2 separate regions of the Bicyclus anynana genome follow, and region 1 is linked to region 2. A link is a contact called in public Hi-C data. All regions are on one chromosome and are shown on one strand. Each heading gives the region's core, a stretch centred on a gene start, on an enhancer-like site or on the middle of the called end of the contact. The rest is flanking DNA. Distances are from core to core; before and after follow the strand shown.

What was found. A called contact is a pair of places that touch in the nucleus more often than the background predicts.
Region 1: a contact with region 2 is called in a Hi-C map of whole body, with 4 times the contacts expected there. The contact joins the promoter of LOC112049404 here to the enhancer-like site in region 2. A contact is called at or near these places in 2 of 2 Hi-C or Micro-C datasets (whole body and whole larva).

What each region holds. Positions count from the first base shown.
Region 1 is chr5:8,850,141-8,854,162 of ilBicAnyn1.1, reverse strand. It overlaps LOC112049404 (RNA binding protein fox-1 homolog 3), which reads left to right and starts at 2,055. Exons shown (of 13, transcript XM_052881830.1): 1 at 2,055-2,387. The coding sequence starts at 2,376.
Region 2 is chr5:8,786,035-8,790,081 of ilBicAnyn1.1, reverse strand. It overlaps LOC112049404 (RNA binding protein fox-1 homolog 3), which reads left to right. Exons shown (of 13, transcript XM_052881830.1): 6 at 334-388; 7 at 1,329-1,349; 8 at 2,131-2,233. Among protein-coding and RNA genes, the nearest start is that of LOC112049408, 13 kb to the right of the region's middle. Within about 2 kb of position 2,096, at least 8 of the 8 cell types and tissues checked have open chromatin away from gene starts, as enhancers often do.

The sequences.
Region 1 (4,022 bases), core at 806-3,305, 64 kb before region 2:
TGAAAATTTCATAATTTGAAACTTTTTTGCTTGTTTCTCAATTTATGCTGCGGGTAGAATTTATTGTTAACGGCTGTTTTTATACGCTGATTATTATTATTATTTATCTTCGAACCCTAGGGCTCAACCCTCAAAATCTAGGAAATTCTCAGTTCAATAGCCATACAAAACAATTATGAGATGAGAAGAGGACGCCCTCATTACATGAGCTCGGACTTTTAGAGTAAGCTATGAATTTGTTATGTGTTCGCTAGAGGGCCTTGTATTTAACTGCTGCATTACTAGATGGCGCTGTCAGTACAATGAAAAAATTCTCAACGAAAGTTGTATTTACTATTTTAATTTTAGACCATTAATATTATCTTATTAATGGTCTAAGATTTTAATTTACTCAATATAAATAACAATCATAATACCTTACTGGTACTTGGAATTTAATTTTAAGACATTTCTGACTCGGACTCGCGCTCAAAGGGTTCCGTACCCGATCCCATTATCTTTTAAAACGGCAAAAAAACACGTTTATTGTATTGGAGCCCCACAAAATGTCTATATTTATTATAGCGAAAAGAAGATTATTCGTTTGTTTCTACAAAAAAAAAATTTGGAGATTTGTAAAATACCTAAACAGTGAATGAATTAAAAACTAAGATGTGTGTCACTGTGTACACGCAAATCTTTTAAACTAATGACGAGAACGGAAGGGAACCTTTGTTCACACGTAAAAAGGAGGGTTAAATAAAGATGTTGAGGAAAGATGCAACAGATGTGGGTTATTCATTCCCAAATATTTTTATTTTTAGGGGTCGCTTGGTTTGTAACACGGTTTTTAACACGAATTTCCTTCCTTCCTAACTACGTGATAATTTATAAGCAAAGCTTTCATAGTATAACAAAACAATATTTAGGTAAGTAGACACTTACCTAAATAAATTGAATTAATTTGTTCATGCTTTGTTAGCGGATCCACTAATGATTTAGAAAATGGGTAGAAGCCCACGCCACGCAGTAGGTATTATGAATGATATTAATTGTTATTTAATTGCCTTAGTAAGTGCTTGTCAGTACCTGCCTATTGTTTTATTATTATCTACCTAATGTGTAGGTTACCAACCAACATACGTGAAAATATGGAGATAATAGGAATGTGTAGGTAACCCGGGGTAAACAATGTCTACCTGCCTATTTTTATGATTTTATAGCTAGATAGTGTAGTTGCAATAAGTAGGGACATAGATTACCCATTTTCCTATACATATATACCTACTAGAGGTTGCCAGTAATTTTCAAATTAGTTGACTAACAAAGGTAGGATAACTGAAATTAATTTTAAAACATTAAGTAGGTATATGTTTTTTTTTATAAATTACGCCTACATAATAATAGTTATTCGGTTTGTTATAACATTATGTATTATACCTACCTATATATTATACTACCTGCTATTGTATTTAAAAAATAAAGATGAGTAAATATTTTTTGTGAGCGGGAATAGCTTGATCCGGAATGAGAGGGAGCGCGCAGCACACGAGTTGGGATGACGCCCGGGGAGCGATTCATTGATCTCAGCCCCTCTCGGCAAAACGACCGAGACAGATGTATACGCGGCTACTCTAAACAAGCTCTCGTCTCAGCATCTATTTATGCTGCACGCTCATTCCCGTCTCCAAACATTTTGCTAGGAAATATAAAAGTAAAAAACAAAAAGGCAAATTGGCTGTAGGCTGTACTGTAGCTACTTACAAAATAGCAAGATACTAGATAATTGAACCTTGTTAAAAAATAAAAAAATACTCAATGTATTTTGATCCATTGACAGAGCTTTTATCTAGAGAATTTATTAGCTTGAGTGATGTGTAATTTACACTCTACAGAAAATATAGTTACATTAACATTAGATTAAATAAAATAGTATTAATAACAAGTTACGCACAATACGAAAGCATAACCATAGCAAATAGCTTGTATTGTTGTGTTATAAACGACAGAAAGAGACGGCATATCGCATCACAAATCCGACTCCGTTCGGATTTCGGAACTTCGCTCCGTCCCTCTCTCGCAGATGGCGGATCGCATGGGCTCGGTGAGTCGCCACGCGTGCCCGTCCGTTGTTGCACATCGACGTCAACCGCTTTCAGTGCTATAGCGCGTTCCTCCGCGCTATATCTACATAACCTAAAATTTTACAATTTTGTTTCATCCTTCACTGTTAACTAGTACATTCAATACTCATGATTATCTCGAGTTTATAAAAGTTGTGGTGCGGAGTTAACGCCCGATCGAGTGGCGTTTGTTGAGTGTATTTTGTGCAACACAAAGTAAATATAAACGGCAAGCTGTGGGGTTCGGGGGCCTTTTTTTTGCCGCCGCAGGGGATGTACTACCCCGTGAGTATTTTGATTTATTTTAATATTCATAGAGGTATACTTGTTAATTAAAAGGATTTCCGTTCGCAGTTGCGACACCGACGTGATTGTAACGTTAGAATGCCGAGATAGGTAAATAAAAGTATTTCTACGCGCATGTCAATAATCGTTACGATATATCGTGCTTTGAACGACAAAAACTGTATTATATGCAATTGTAAACAGTACGACGTTTAATTAACGTTATTAATAAACAAAAAATGTGCTAAAATTAACAATAAAACAATGGAATGGTAGTTGTGTGGCGTGAAGTTGTTCACTATCGAAAGGACATAGCGACTACGCTGCTAAAGCGAGTACCGAACTTAATTAATAATTTTGCTGAATCACATTTGAAAGGATTATGTCCTTATTTGTTCTAAATATCAAATTAGCATAGACAAAAAATATTATTAATACGCAAGCTTGTTGAAACAGAATTTTGTTTTCTATTTGCAGCAACTAAGGGTGCATTAACCTAGCAGTAACTTAGAACGATTATAGTAATAACGGGCAGCTTTAATTTGCGATCGGCAGCTGGCCAACTAGTATAAATGTAATTACTCCAGACGATTCATTGTTGTGACATTGAACCGTGAATGAATCCATTGTTGCCGTTCCTTTCCCCATCAGGGCAAGCTGTACTAGATAGAAAGAGATGCAAATCGGGAGTAGGTACATGAAATAGTATGTATACTGTGATACATAGACATACGTACATAACAATAATAACTAAGTGGATTAAATTATCGTTACAATAATTTTAGATGATTCGTAACACTTTAAAGTCTGGTTTATTTAGCACAAGCGAATTGCGTTTATATTTTTATCTTCGTCTCCCCTCGCAAACAGCAAATGGAACGGTTTGATGAACCACAGCATGAAAATATCCCCCTACGTAGGTTCACCATAATTCATTATTCAAAAACGGGACGCGCAACAATAATAAACAGAACTGTCTGTCCTATTACGCCTAATGTGTACGATTTAGCAGTTTATCTTTTTCATTTTTTGCTAGAAGACATTTCAAACACATTGTAAACCATCTGTTTGTTAGCGGTATTTTCCGCGTGGTAGGTAGGTATCTATCTCCTAATAAATACTTACCTATCTACCTACCCAATTCAAAAATGTGAATCTTCGTCTTGCAATCGTAGACAGTTTCTGTGATATAAATAGGTAGGTACCTATACTAGGTATGTGCCAAACTTCGAGTCCGATCTGAACAGGAGGCCAATGTGTACAAAACATAACCAGCAGTTTTAAAATATTTGCGCAATTCTGCGTGTTGCAACGTCAGAGAGGACTAGAAATTTGGCGCGTACTATACATATTCATAATAATATGTATTCTGTAGTATAGGTAAGTATACCACAGAATCTGACTATGATTGCACCTCATTTATTCTTAATCAATAATATGTAATGGTCTAAGATCCGGCATTAGAAATATATACCCTCATCTGTTATTAATGAGTGCTATGAAATAAATTATAGATAATGTTCAGCGACACAGGTGAGGGCAATGATGTTAAATACTGTTAGATGTGTTACTAGGTCATGAAAAATGAGGCGCTCAAAAGAGGAACATTCCACATATCTATGTTAGTTGTGATCA
Region 2 (4,047 bases), core at 847-3,346:
TCGATGCTATAAATATTGCATTTTTGATAACTAATCTATGAAGTTTTAAATATTAAATGTCTGTTCTCAAAAACTATTACTCCGATTTGAAAATTATTCTAATCTTTTTATTAGGTAATTTATTTTTTGGTGGAATTTTTTTATATGAGCAAATGTGACCTTGATGCGGGTGAAAAAAAAAAATGGAGCACAGTATTTTCTAATGAGTTTGAATCTCACTGAACTTTTTTTAATTCAAAATAAATTTGGGTTCTAAATAAAAAAATAAATGATTTTGGGTGCAATTTGGGCTTAAAATTTCATTTTTTAATATATTTTTAATTTCCCGCTCAGGTTAATAACGCCACAGCGAGAGTGCAGACGAAAAAACCGCCTGCGGTTCCGAACGGTGAGCAAAAATTTATAATACAATAACCATATTTTTTTTGTTGAAAATATTAAAAAAATCCCGATAACCGTGTACTCTGCACTTAACTAAACCTGTCATATAGTGATACAATTCACCACTTCTCCTATGAACAATTAGTTTCAATATGTATATGTTTATATAATATAATGCATCTTAGGATTTTCTCTTTTAACCCATCCAGATATTCTGGCTAGAAACGGATCAGTTCCCACTCTGGGTGAGGGTGCTGGCTTATACACATCGGTGTTGTCCATGTTACTGTTTCCACGTGTTACATGTTACCTAGATACGTTGGAATGTTAGTGCTTAGGTGAATGCTATTTAGAGAATGACACCACGGCCGCCGGAGACAGCCCAATATGCACATGTGCACTTGCGTCTATAACTCTATAGGTATAAAAAAAACAAAAATATAATTAATATGTTGTAAATATTTACACTGTTACTCACCATAAACAATACTCTAAAGAATGGCAAACATTCTCGAGTTTAATAGAAAGTAAAATGCATTTTTCGCATGAACATAATTATGCTAATAAATAAATATCTTAGTTTAGTTAATTATATTTCTCATATAAGCGAAATTTTATGTAATTCTTTTGAGAAAATAAAGATCTTAAATTATTTTAAGTAAATAATGCATATTATCTTTGTAAATATCCGGCCTGTCTCCGGCAACCCAGCCTGACCAACACCTGTCCGGATAACACCTGAACTAGTGGGCTTCTTAGTTTTCACTTTAATAATAATTATCCAAATTTCCTATTTTATCAACTTGTTAGAATGAATGCGGTTTCAGTCTTGCACTATCAATTTTTCCATTCTGTAGTGGAGAATGTCTTCTAGGACCGTTATCACTGTGTAGTCTGCCCATATGGGAGAACAATGTTGTAATGTGTCCTCCGTTGTTTTGTTTCAGTGTGTGTCCAGTGGCCCGAAGGTGAGACCCTCACGTTCCCTATATAGATCAATCCATTCTGATCGTCCCAAGCTTTCGCGATTACATTATTATAATAACATTCATTCGAGCATGATCTTTTTCTACTTATGTGGTGGGACTATGGTTCATTAGTTCTAATGCTCGATGAGATGTCGTATGTCACCGATATGTAAAGATATTCTAACGGCCATGCTTCTTTAGAGCAGAAAGTAGGTATGTGTTTAATAAATAGCACGGTGGTGAGCATTTTATACTTCGGCGATGTAATTGAAGTCGTGCTGTAATGTGGCATGGCCTTGTCTCGGCGGTACACTCGATGTCAATAATGGATACTCGATTATATTAGTTATTTTGACTTGCATTCTAGCTCATAGTGAATAGTAACATTAGATTTATTGTTTATTTGTGATTAATGATTGGACAATAACTTGTTAGCATTTTGGATTTGCATCTAATATGTATAAGCGTGCAGCGCCACGCCGCGACTCCTAGACCGGTATTTATATGATACACTTCATTAAGTTCTTTATTAACTTGAGTAAAAATGCGTTTTTATAAAGCTAAATCTTCAGCTTCCACGTTTCTGCATCATTTTTAGTATCTCGGGTTTAAGATATTTGTCGAAAGACGTGTTTCATTCTCTCGAACGGAACACACCCGTAGCGCGTAAGTAGCGCGCAGTACGTAAGCGGATCGCAAGAAGCACGGGCGCCTCGACTATCGGCAGCGGGCGCTCGACGGCTCGAGCGAGCCAGGTATGTAGCGGCGCGTGTGTGCGCAGGGCTGCGGGTGTCCGGCGTGTCGTGGCCGTGGCTGGGCGCCGCGCCCGCCGCCACGCCCGCGCCGCCGCTCGTGCTGGCGCCGCGCGCCGCGCAGCGACGCAGGTAACGCGCACGCATGCCAGTAGCTCGTTGTGTGTTGCATGTAGCCCCCGCGGCGGCTCTCCGCGGCGCGGCCGTGCTGCGCGGCCGCTCGCCGCGCCCGCCCGCCGCGCCCGCGCACCCCCACCCCCTCCATTCCGCCGTGATGCCCCGCGCCGCCGCCTTCGCCTCGCCGTTGCACGCATACGCACCGTGAGTACTCACACGCAGCACCGCCCCCGCACCGCCCGCACCTACCCCACCCCGACCCCGAGCACTTACTGATCCAATTGTGTAAACGATGCAATGATTTCAGTTGTGTATTTTATGATATATAAAAAAAAACAATAAAATTCAGGTGTTTTTACAATTGTTTCAGTAAGTTATAGAATTTCACCTTTTATACATGTGTGTGAAACCACCGTCACTAACTGTACGTTTATTAATTTAAAGTTGTAATTAGTACTTATTAGTTTTATGCTATGCATTAATTTGGTGGTTGCACAACGCACATTTTTTCCTAACATAGGTACTATAAATATGAAAGCAAATGTAGATCTATAATAAAACACATTGCTTTTGTATTTTTTGTTGTTACCTTCCTCGTCTTTCTCTTGCCAATTATGATTCCTCTGTTCGTTTTCTTCTTCGTTCGTTCCTTATAAATTAAAAATATACCCGTTGGCGATATATTCAATAGATCGCTTACGATGCTTTATGGTCCAGTAATAGGCATTCACAACACTCTACATTAACAAAAAAATATGTAAAAGTTTCAAGTTTAATATGTTATGGGCAATTATAATCATTAATTGCTTTATAGAGAACAAAAGCTAATGATTTTATCATAACTAATGAACACTAAGTTATAACGAAAATGTTCAGGATTACTGATAAAAAATATTGGGAATTAATTATATTAAATTATTATTTTTTTCAAATAGATAGAAACATAACTAAAGCCAAACTCGCTGTGCGCTATTTATTAAAAACAAAACCGGTAGTCATTTTGCACCTATTAATAATTTTAAAGAACTCGTTCATAAATAAATAAATGACACTTTTGATTAATAAGTTTATAACAATGAGATGTAGTTAATATTTTACGAAAAACATTTTGAAATATTTATTATATTTCAAAATGTTACATATTTTCATATAAATTAGGTATGAAATGACAATCGGCTTTGTAACTTTATTTTACATCAAACATTTAACATCGAGTTTGTTGTTAAACATTGCACATCGAGTTAGGCTTTTAGTATAATTATAGAACTTCTAATATTTTTATTGTTGAATTTAAACAGGACGCGAAGCTTATCCCATGGCATCTCCTATCCTAAACAACACAACAATTTCCTATCCCTTTTCCAGTAACATGATTGGTACGAATCTAACCTTTATACTCTATAATTAATCACTCTTATTTTATTGTAATTAACTTTCCTAGGATATGCATTTTTCGCCTTTGAACATCCGCTTGCGCTCGTAATCATAAAATATTGTATTTAATAAATATCATTGCTTACTTACTCACTCTATGTTTAATTTAATAATACAAAATATAAAAATTATTTGATAAAGGCTGCATAGTTGCCTTGTAAGTAAAAATGCGAAAAATGTGTAACCTTTTCCTAGTTGAAACATAGAAAATTATTATTAGGTACTTTCTTTACTTTCTGTATAGATAGATGTTGTAGAATATTTTTTTGGTATATTTACTTCTAGAACGCTAAAATTAACTTGACGATATTTTTACATCTTTATGAAACTTTCTACTAAAAACGAGCACTGTAATTAGATTTTAATATAGATCGTGGCATGTCAACTTTATTCTT